Linked DNA regions of Sus scrofa: region 2 is linked to region 1. A link is a contact called in public HiChIP or PLAC-seq data. All regions are on one chromosome and are shown on one strand. The core of a region is the stretch at or near the end of the contact, and the rest is flanking DNA. Distances in the headings are between cores, read along the strand shown. Region 1 holds the start of HNRNPU (a long non-coding RNA gene). Region 2 overlaps EFCAB2 (EF-hand calcium-binding domain-containing protein 2).

Evidence for each region. HiChIP or PLAC-seq counts read pairs in DNA pulled down with a chosen protein or histone mark.
Region 2: a contact with region 1 is called in an H3K27ac HiChIP or PLAC-seq map of skeletal muscle. The contact joins the enhancer-like site here to the promoter of HNRNPU in region 1. A contact is called at or near these places in 1 of 5 promoter capture datasets (fetal skeletal muscle), 7 of 47 Hi-C or Micro-C datasets (blood, embryonic fibroblasts, fetal skeletal muscle and 3 more) and 1 of 2 datasets of contacts at active chromatin or transcription factors (skeletal muscle).

Annotation. Positions count from the first base shown.
Region 1 is chr10:17,494,414-17,499,146 of Sscrofa11.1, reverse strand. HNRNPU (a long non-coding RNA gene) reads left to right here and starts at 2,147. Exons shown (of 16, transcript XR_002336237.1): 1 at 2,147-3,038; 2 at 3,885-3,996; 3 at 4,085-4,158.
Region 2 is chr10:17,568,298-17,573,030 of Sscrofa11.1, reverse strand. The region is part of intron 1 of EFCAB2 (EF-hand calcium-binding domain-containing protein 2); the gene reads right to left. Among named protein-coding and RNA genes, the nearest start is that of EFCAB2, 12 kb to the right of the region's middle. Within about 2 kb of position 2,785, at least 2 of the 83 cell types and tissues checked have an H3K27ac peak or open chromatin away from gene starts, as enhancers often do. A contact at or near this core is called in fetal skeletal muscle and skeletal muscle, where this site is marked.

The DNA of each region.
Region 1 (4,733 bases), core at 898-3,397:
CATGATAACTATGTTTAATTCTGATTCAAAGGGGACTTATCACCCAGTTTGTGGATAGGTGAGCCCCCTCCTGTAGCTCTCTTCTTTTCTTTTTTCTTTTTTTTTTCTTTTTTTGCCTTTTTTAGGGCCGCTCTCATGGCATATGGAGGTTCCCAGGCTGGAGGTCAAATCGGAGTTGTAGCCACCGGCCTACGCCAGAGCCACAGCAACACGGGATCCCAGCCGCATCTGCAACCTACACCACATGTCACAGCAACGCCGGATCCTTAACCCACTGAGCAAGGCCCAGGGATCGAACCCGAAACCTCATGGTTCTTAGTCAGATTCCTTAACCACTGAGCCACGATGGGAACTCCTATAGCTCTCTTCTCATTTGGAACAAGGGCAAAGAATTTGAAAAGTTCAAATTCCAGTTCATCCCTTGTTTATAAGCTCCAAGGACATTCTAAGCAAAGGCACCATGTGGAAGTTCCTAACTTGGGTGCCATTCCTTCTACTTCTGCTGATTTGAACTAAGAATTTCTAGTATTATACATAGTTCATTAATTTCAAATAAAGTCATTCCACAAATGTTAACATTTCATCTTTCTATATGACGTCACAGTAAAATACATGATTCTTAAAAGCTATTGAAAAGAACTTTAAAATTTATCGGAGTTCCCGGTGGCTCAGTGGTAATGAACCTGACTAGTATCCATGAGGATGCTGGTTCAATCCCTGGCCTCACTCAGTGGGTTAAGGATCTGGCGTTGCCCTGAGCTGTGGTGTAGGCCAGCGGCTACAGCTCTGATTTGACCCCTAACCTGGGAACCTCCATATGCTGCGGGTGCGGCCCTAAAAAGACAAAAAAATAAAAATAAAATTTATCGATCAGTCAAATCATACGACCCAGGGAAGAGAGTTCACATGTGTATTTTTCCAAATTTCAAATTAAAATTGGGGCAGCATTATTCTGCCAGCTAAAGCACCAAGCAGTGTGTAAAGCTGACCTCCTTAGTCAGAGATAAACTAGACTAGAACATTGGCTAGCCCCTGTGCAGATTCTACCGGGTTTAATACTTGTCTCTATCACAAATCTAAATTCTGGCACTGCTACCTAAAACTTGAGGAATGTAACACACGTTTTATTTAGTAAAGAGAAAAATTAAACGTCGAAGGCACACTGAAATAACATTTCTTTTCGGGAGTGATTATTTTCTATTTACAAAATCACAACCCTTTGTTTTGCATAAGCTTTTATTAGGGTTTCAGCATAATTTGGTCCAAAGTATTTCTGGAGACACGGGAATAGAATCAAAGTGTGTGATCTTAGCTGGGTCTCATCCTCATTGTCAGCTACAAGGACTTTTCATAACTGGACGACCAGATCCTAAATTGGAATAAATCTTACAGAAGGTCCGTCTTTTCGGTTGGTAGGTAAAGAAAACACAGAAATGCAATTCTGAGGTTTATTTAACTTCTTTGGCTGACAGTGCCATGACAAGGCCGGCAGAGTACGCTTTGCAGTATGGAGTGGAGGACACGCTCCGGAAAGCAAGCATCTCATCTTTGAAGGCTTGCAGTAGGGGTCGTGGGAGAGACAAAAGAAAGGCCCTGCTTGAGTTTAAAATTCAATCCGCAAGGCAGGACTTAGAAAAATTAAACCAAATATTAAGCGGAAGAAAATCCCCTGCGTATTGTAATTGCCAATTTGTGTTGCACAAATCAAAGCTGAAATACAATTTTAAGGCGTTTTAAACAAATAGCTGGAGAAATAGATAAGACAAATCTAAAATGGAAGAATAGGTGGCGGAGTCAAGTGGAAAAGGCCAGTCTGAGGACTAAAAGCATTTGGACAGAAGGGCTGGAAGGCAAAGAGCAAAACAAGCCTCGACACCAAAGAGCTGGAAAGACCAATAGATGTTGCAGTGGGTCGGTTTAACTGAAGGCGGTTTCCTCCTCCTCCATTTGCTCGGCCCCAATTGGAAGCGCAGTGCGCGGCGCGGCGCCGCGCTCCGGGCCCGCGATTCGGGTGGGGGCGGGAGGAACTGGTGTGGGCGGGGCGGGGCGAGCGCGGGCGCTCCGCCGGCGCAGGGGCGGGGCGGCTATATTACGTGCGCGGCACCGCTCCTGCGAGAGGACGTTGCGTGCTCGCTCGCGCTAGGCGAGTCTCCGCGTCTCCCTCGCGAACTCGGTGAAAGGAATTGGCGCCGTTCGACACCAGGCGGGTCCGCTCTGCAGCACAAACCCACCTCCAGCCGCAGCCGCAGCCGCCGCCCGGGCCGAGCAGCAGCCGCAGCCGCCGCCAGTGGCCGAGTGAGCGGAGTCCAGTTTGAGCCAGCGCCTAGCGGTGAATCGGGGCCTCACCATGAGTTCCTCGCCTGTTAATGTGAAAAAGCTGAAGGTGTCGGAGCTGAAGGAGGAGCTCAAGAAGCGGCGCCTGTCCGACAAGGGCCTCAAGGCCGAGCTCATGGAGCGTCTCCAGGCCGCGCTGGACGACGAGGAGGCCGGGGGCCGCCCCGCCATGGAGCCTGGGAACGGCAGCCTAGACCTGGGCGGGGATTCCGCCGAGCGCTCGGGAGCAGGCCTCGAGCAGGAGGCCGCGGCCGGTGGCGACGAGGAGGAGGAGGAAGAAGAGGAGGAGGAGGAAGGGATCGCCGCCCTGGATGGCGACCAGATGGAGCTCGGGGAGGAGAACGGCGCCGCGGGGGCGGCCGACTCGGGCCCGATGGAAGAGGAGGAGGCCGCCTCGGAGGACGAGAACGGCGACGACCAGGGCTTCCAGGAAGGGGAGGATGAGCTCGGCGAGGAGGAGGAAGGCGCGGGCGACGAGAACGGGCACGGGGAGCAGCAGCCTCAACCGCCGGCGGCGCCGCAGCAACAGCCCCAGCAGCAGCGCGGGGCCGCCAAGGAGGCCGCAGGGAAGAGCAGCGGCCCCACGTCGCTGTTCGCGGTGACGGTGGCGCCGCCCGGGGCGAGGCAGGGCCAGCAGCAGGCGGGAGGTAAGAAGAAGGCGGAAGGCGGCGGAGGCGGCGGTCGCCCCGGGGCTCCGGCGGCGGGTGAGTGCTGCGTGGTTGGTTGCGCGCGGCGGGAGGCCCGCGCGGGGTGGGGACCGTGCCCAGGCCTGCCGGAGCCCCGCTGGGGGAGGGGAGGGATGCCCCGCCGCGGGAGGGCGCCCCCGGGGGGGCGGGGGCCGCGGCGAGCGGGCGGGCGGGGAGGCCGCGGGGAATCCCGGATTAGGCGTGAGGCCTCGGCTCGCAGTGTGACGGCGGCGGCAGCGCCTCCATTATGTGGCTAGAGCGGGAGGGGGGAGCCCGGGGGGGGGGCTGCAGCTGCCGCTGTTGGGGGAGGAGCCGCGGCGGCGCCGCTGCGCTGCGTGCGCGCGGTGCGGGCACATGTCTCCGGGGGGAGGGGAGGCCCGGGGCCCCGGCGGCGCGCCGTGGCGGCTCCGGGCCGCGGTATTGTGCAAGGCGCGCCGGGCTCGGCGTGACGTCACTTCCGGCGGGCGGGGCCGGGCGGGGCTGGCGGCGAGCAGTACAATGCGGCCGCGGGGAGCGCGGGCCCGGGTGGGGGAGGGGAGTGCGGGCTGGGCGCCTCGGCCCCTCCCCCCTTCCTGAACTCTCTCCGGGATACACGTGGGCTCGGGCCTGGGCCGCGCTAGTTTTCATTAGCTTTCTCGAATTTTCGAGGGGACGGGCAAAATTAGCAATGTACTTAGTACTGCGTCACTAATTCCAATCTAGTTCCAAGCCGATTGTTTTTTGAATTCGCGTTTGAATTCTCGATTGAAACTACTTACAAAAATGAATTGGGAAGTCGAGCTTTTTGGAACTTCAAAAAAAAAAGCTTTTTTTGTTTGTTGTTTCGCGACGTGGTGTCTTATAAGGTGGTGTCGTGTATTGTAGGAGACGGCAAAACAGAACAGAAAGGCGGAGATAAAAAGAGAGGTGTTAAAAGACCTCGAGAAGACCATGGCCGTGGATATTTTGAATATATTGAAGAGAATAAGTATAGCAGGTAGAGCATGCTAACCAAGTTTTACTTGTCACCTGTTCTTTAGTTTTTGGTGGGGAAAGCTGTATCAAGAGACAATTCTGTCTTTCAGAGCCAAATCGCCTCAGCCACCTGTTGAAGAAGAAGATGAACATTTCGACGACACAGTGGTTTGTCTTGATACTTGTAAGTGAAGTTGTTTCGCTCCCCTTCCCCAGTTGTCAAATGTGGTTTTTGGTTCCAAGATGTTAGAAAACTTAATGCCTGTAAACAGTTCTTTTAAAAGTAGGAAGATGAGGGCTTATATTCAGATTTTGGTCACTTGATGTTTATTACAGCAGTTGTATTGGTAATTGTATAGGCATTAGCAAATTGATAATTTTTTTGGTATGACTAAGTTCTCATTGGTAGGAATGTGAAATCAATGCTAGTGTTTGATTGTCTAGCTTATGGAATCTTGTAACCTGTAACTTGTTTCTATAGGCTTCTTTGTAAAGTAACGTCTTTTTTTGTGGAATTATTTTAAGTGAGCTATTTGGGCTAGTTAAACATTTATTAATGACTTTTCCCATTAGCACACAAGTATATTCCCTATTCTGAACGGTTGTAATATTATTTTCTCAATAACTGCTCTTTTGTTCTCAATTCCAGTTGAGTAGCTGCTGCTTTAACATAAGTTGATTTCTTCCAAAGACCTGGGGCAGCAGCAGTGGCCCCATCACTGGGCCACTAGCTTTCTTCAGCAGCGAATGGTATCAATG
Region 2 (4,733 bases), core at 1,536-4,035, 73 kb before region 1:
TGGATCTGGGGTTGCTATGGCTGTGGCACAGGCCTCAGTTGAAGCTCCTATTCCATCCCTAGCCTAGAAACTTCTAAATGCTTCAAGTGCAGCCATAAAAAGAAAAAAAAATAAATGGCCATACTACCCAAAGCTATCTACAGATTTAATGCGATCCCTATCAAATTGCCCATGACATTTTCCATAAAAGTAAAACAAATAATCCTAAAATTTATATGGAACCATAAAAGACCAAGAATTATCAAAGCAATCCTGAAGAAAAAGAACAAAGTAGGAGGCACAGCCCTCCCAGACTTCAGATAATACCACAAAGCTACAGTAATCAAAACAGTGTGGTATTAGGATCAGCAGCATCTCTGCAGCACTAGGACAAGCTCAATTCCCAGCCTGGCACAGTGGGTTAAAGGATCCAGTGTGGCCACAGCTGCAGCATAGGTTACAACTACAGCTGGGATCTGATCCTTGGCTCAGGAACTACCTGTCCTGTGGGGCAGCCAAAAAAGAAAGAACCAAGCAAACAATAGCATGGTGTTGGCACAAAACCAGACATATGGACCACTGGAGTCGAACAGAGAGCCCAGAAATAAACACACACACCTACGGTCAATTAATCTTCCAGAAGGGAGGCAAGAATATACAATGGGGTAAAGACAGTCTCTTCAGCAAATGGTGTTAGTTGGACAGCTGCATGTAAATTGGTGAAGCTAGAACACATCCTTTAGCCATACACAAAAATAAACTCGAAATGGCTTAAAGACCTAAAATATAAGACATGACACCATAAAACTCCTAGAAGAGATCACAGACAAAACATTCTCTGACACAAATCATACCAATGTTTTCTTAGGTCAGTCTCCCAAGGCAACAGAATTAAAAATAAATAAATGGGACCTAGTCAAACTCACAAGCTTGGGTACCACAACAGAAACCATAAACAAAATGTAAAGCAGAAATGATCACAACATTGTAAGTCAACTATACTTCAACAAACTTTAAAAAAGGAAAAAATCATACATAATAGAAACGTTATATATGTGTACTATATATGAGAGAGTGATAAAAATGTGGCAAAATGTTGAAATTAGTGAATTTGGGTAAAGGGAGTGTAGGAATTCTCTATACTATTCTAATTTTCCTGTAAACTTGAAATTATTTCAAAAAATCATTTTACAAAATTATTTTTTAAAATAGACAAAATAAAATAAAATAAAATAAAATAGTTAGTGCTGGGAATTCCGTGGTGGCCTAGTGGTTAAGGATCCAGCATTGTCACTGCTGTGGTTTAGGTTACTGTGGTGGCATGGGTTCAATACCTGGCCTGGGAATTCCTGCATGCTGCAGGCATGATCAAAAAATATACATATCCAGGAGTTCCTGTTGTGGCGCAGTGGTTAACGAATCTGACTAGGAACCATGAGGTTGCGGGTTCGGTCCCTGCCCTTGCTCAGTGGGTTAACAATCCGGCGTTGCCGTGAGCTGTGGTGTAGGTTGCAGACGCGGCTCGGATCCCGCGTTGCTGTGGCTCTGGCGTAGGCCAGTGGCTACGGCTCCGATTCAACCCCTAGCCTAGGAACCTCCATATGCCGCGGGAGCGGCCCAAAGAAATGGCAAAAAGACAAAAAAAAAAAAAAAAAAATACACATCCAGTATGATAAGGTAGTCGAAGAATAAAATATCTGAATTTAAGATCTCAGAACTGGAACAATTCTAGATGATGCAGTATACGCTTTGGCCCTGGAAGTGGGCAGCTGAAGTGTAATGGAGAGAAAATCACTGAAACTGAGGTCACATTTGAAAGTTTCCCTCTCATTTCATTATATTGCACAGTTTCTATGAAATTTCATTTACTGATTTCACCTGAAGTTTTTTAATCTCTAAATTCCTTTCACTCTTCTTTTGAAGATTTTAGTGCTTATACTATAATGTAGTTACCAATGCACATCTACTAACCAATCAAAGAGGTACATATCTTCTCGTCCTCGTTACTAATGAAGACCTTAATTTTTATTTTTATTTATTTATTTAGCTTTTTTAGAGCCGCACCCGAGGCATATGGAAGTTCTCAGGCTAGGGGTCAGATCGGAGCTGTAGCTGCCAGCCTACGCCACAGCCACAGCAACACAGATCCGAGCCGTGTCTGCAACCTACACCACAGCTCACAGCAAGGCCGGATCCTTAACCCAATGAGCAAGGCCAGGGATCAAACCTGCATCCTCATGGATCCTAGCTGGGTTTATTAACTGCTGAGCCACGAAGGGAACTCCACGAAGACCTTAATTAAGAGAATTTCAAATCCCCATCTCTTTGACATCCTATTAGACATACTACCACTTTCCCGGTTTATTATCTTGGGTCCTACACAGAAGTATTTAATGTATGTGATAATATTACATTGAGTACAAATGTTAATATTTCAGCTATTGTATCAAAGTTAGTAATAATAATAATCATAATGGGAATTCCCATCGTGGCACAGTGGTTAATGAATCCAACTAGGAACCATGAGGTTGAGGGTTCAACCCCTGGCCTCGCTCAGTGGGTTAAGGATCCGGCGTTAGGTCGAAGATGTGGCTCAGATCTGGTGTTGCTGTGGCTGTGGTGTAGGCCGGCAGCTGTAGCTCCAATTGGACCCCTAGCCTGGAAACCTCCATATGTCTCAAGTGCGGCCCTAGAAAAGACAAAAAATAAATAATAAAAATAAAGTGATCCTGCAGTCTTCTGCATGGGTGGAAGGGAAGTTAGCACCTGTTACTCCAGGGGATGAGAGAGCCAACTGTGTGCCTTATGACTTTCATCCAAACCTCCTATATTTAGCCTCACTCCACACACAGGCCTTCAGAGATGGCTCCTGCCTCCACTCTCAAGCCTTTCCAAGATTTTACAGCTCTGCGTGGTTTGTTTCCTTTTGGCTCCCTCCTCTATAGGCTTACTCTTATTTTCTTTGGTTTTGCGAAGTTAGTTGCCATTCATCCATCCATTTAATAATTTATTATCTCCTCTCCTAATGTTGTTTTAACAAACCACTAATAAGTCCTCTCCTATTCTCTTTGTCAGTCTACGCCTTTCTAAAAATTCCCTTACTGTCATTCTAGTGGGGTTTCAGGAAGGGTAAAAATAATTATTTGCGCTCAATCATCATGTTGAAGTGGAAGTGCCATTCCAGCTTTTTAAATGATGAGGTAGGATTAAATATGTAATTTCCAATCTAAGCGCCTACGCAAATGCAATGAAGATACTCTAAGATATTTTCAATATTTTTAATTCTCTTTTTTTGCTTTTTGAGGTTGCACCTGCAGCATATGGAAGTCCCCAGGCTAGGGGTCTAATCGGAGCTATAGCTGCCGGCCTACACCAGAGCCACAGCAACACAGGATCTGAACTGTGTCTGCGACCTACACCATAGCTCATGGCAATGACAGATCCTTAACCCACTGAGTGATGCCAGGGATTGAACCCACACCTCATGGCTCATGATGGGATTCGTTTCCGTTGAGCCACGACAGGAACTCCTATTTTCAAAATTTTTAGAAGGTTAACAGAAAAATACATTTACTCAAAATAAGACCATACAGGGTGGCATTAAACTTCTTTACTCAATGTGTTATTCCTGGTTCATTGATTCCTTCAATAAATATTTGCAGTGTGACTACTACATTCTACGATTGTTCTAAATCCCACGGATTTAGCAGTAAGTGAAATAGTCTCTGACCTCACGGAGTTTCTACTATAACAGTAGAGATAAACATAAGCAAATGTGTGTCTTACTCTGATCAGAAGCTCAGATGGGTATCTACGTATCTTTCATTAATTACACTTTTTAAAAGAAATGAATGCAATTAGTACAAAAGGATCACAACAAGATACTCATAGAATTTAGAAATTAAATGATGTTTTAGGAGTTCCCGTTGTGGCTCAGCAGTTAACAAACCTGACTAGTATCCATGAGGACAAGGGTTTGATCCCTGGCCTCGCTCAGTGGGTTGGGGCTCGGCATTGCCATGAGCTGTGGTGTGGGTTGCAGATGTGGCTCAGATCCTGCATTGCTCTGGCTCTGGTGTGGGCTGGCGGCTACGACTCTGATTTGACCCCTAGCCTGGGAAGCTCCATGTGCCGCAGGTGCAGCCCTAAAAAGACAAAAAATAATAATAATAATAATAATGTTTAATAACTAGTATGTAACTAGTAAAAACCAACAGAAATGAGATTAAATGAAATCATTTTTCCAAAGGGAGTGGAAGGTGGAGATGAAAGCTGTGTCAAAACTTTTTTTTTTTTTTTTTTTGTCTTTTTTTGCCTTTTCTAGGGCTGCTCCTGTGGCAGATAGAGGTTCCCAGGCTAGGGTCAAATCGGAGCTGTAGCCACCGGCCTATGCCAGAGCAACAGCAACTCGGGATCCCATCCGCGTCTGCGACCTACACCACAGCTCACGGCAACGCCAGATCGTTAACCCACTGAGCAAGGGCAGGGACCGAACCCTGCAACCTCATGGTTCCTAGTCGGATTCATTAACCACTGCGCCACAACAGGAACTCCAAAACATTCTCTTGTTATTGTTTTTCAGCCAAGCCTACAGTCAGGAACCCAGGCCACAGCAGTGACAAGGCCAGATCCTTAACCCACTGTGCTATTAGGGAACTCCACAAGATTCTTAACACAAGACATTCACTGAATATTCATTGTGGCATTATTTATAGCACAGAAAATCTGGAAATGATGTAAATATCCAACAGTCA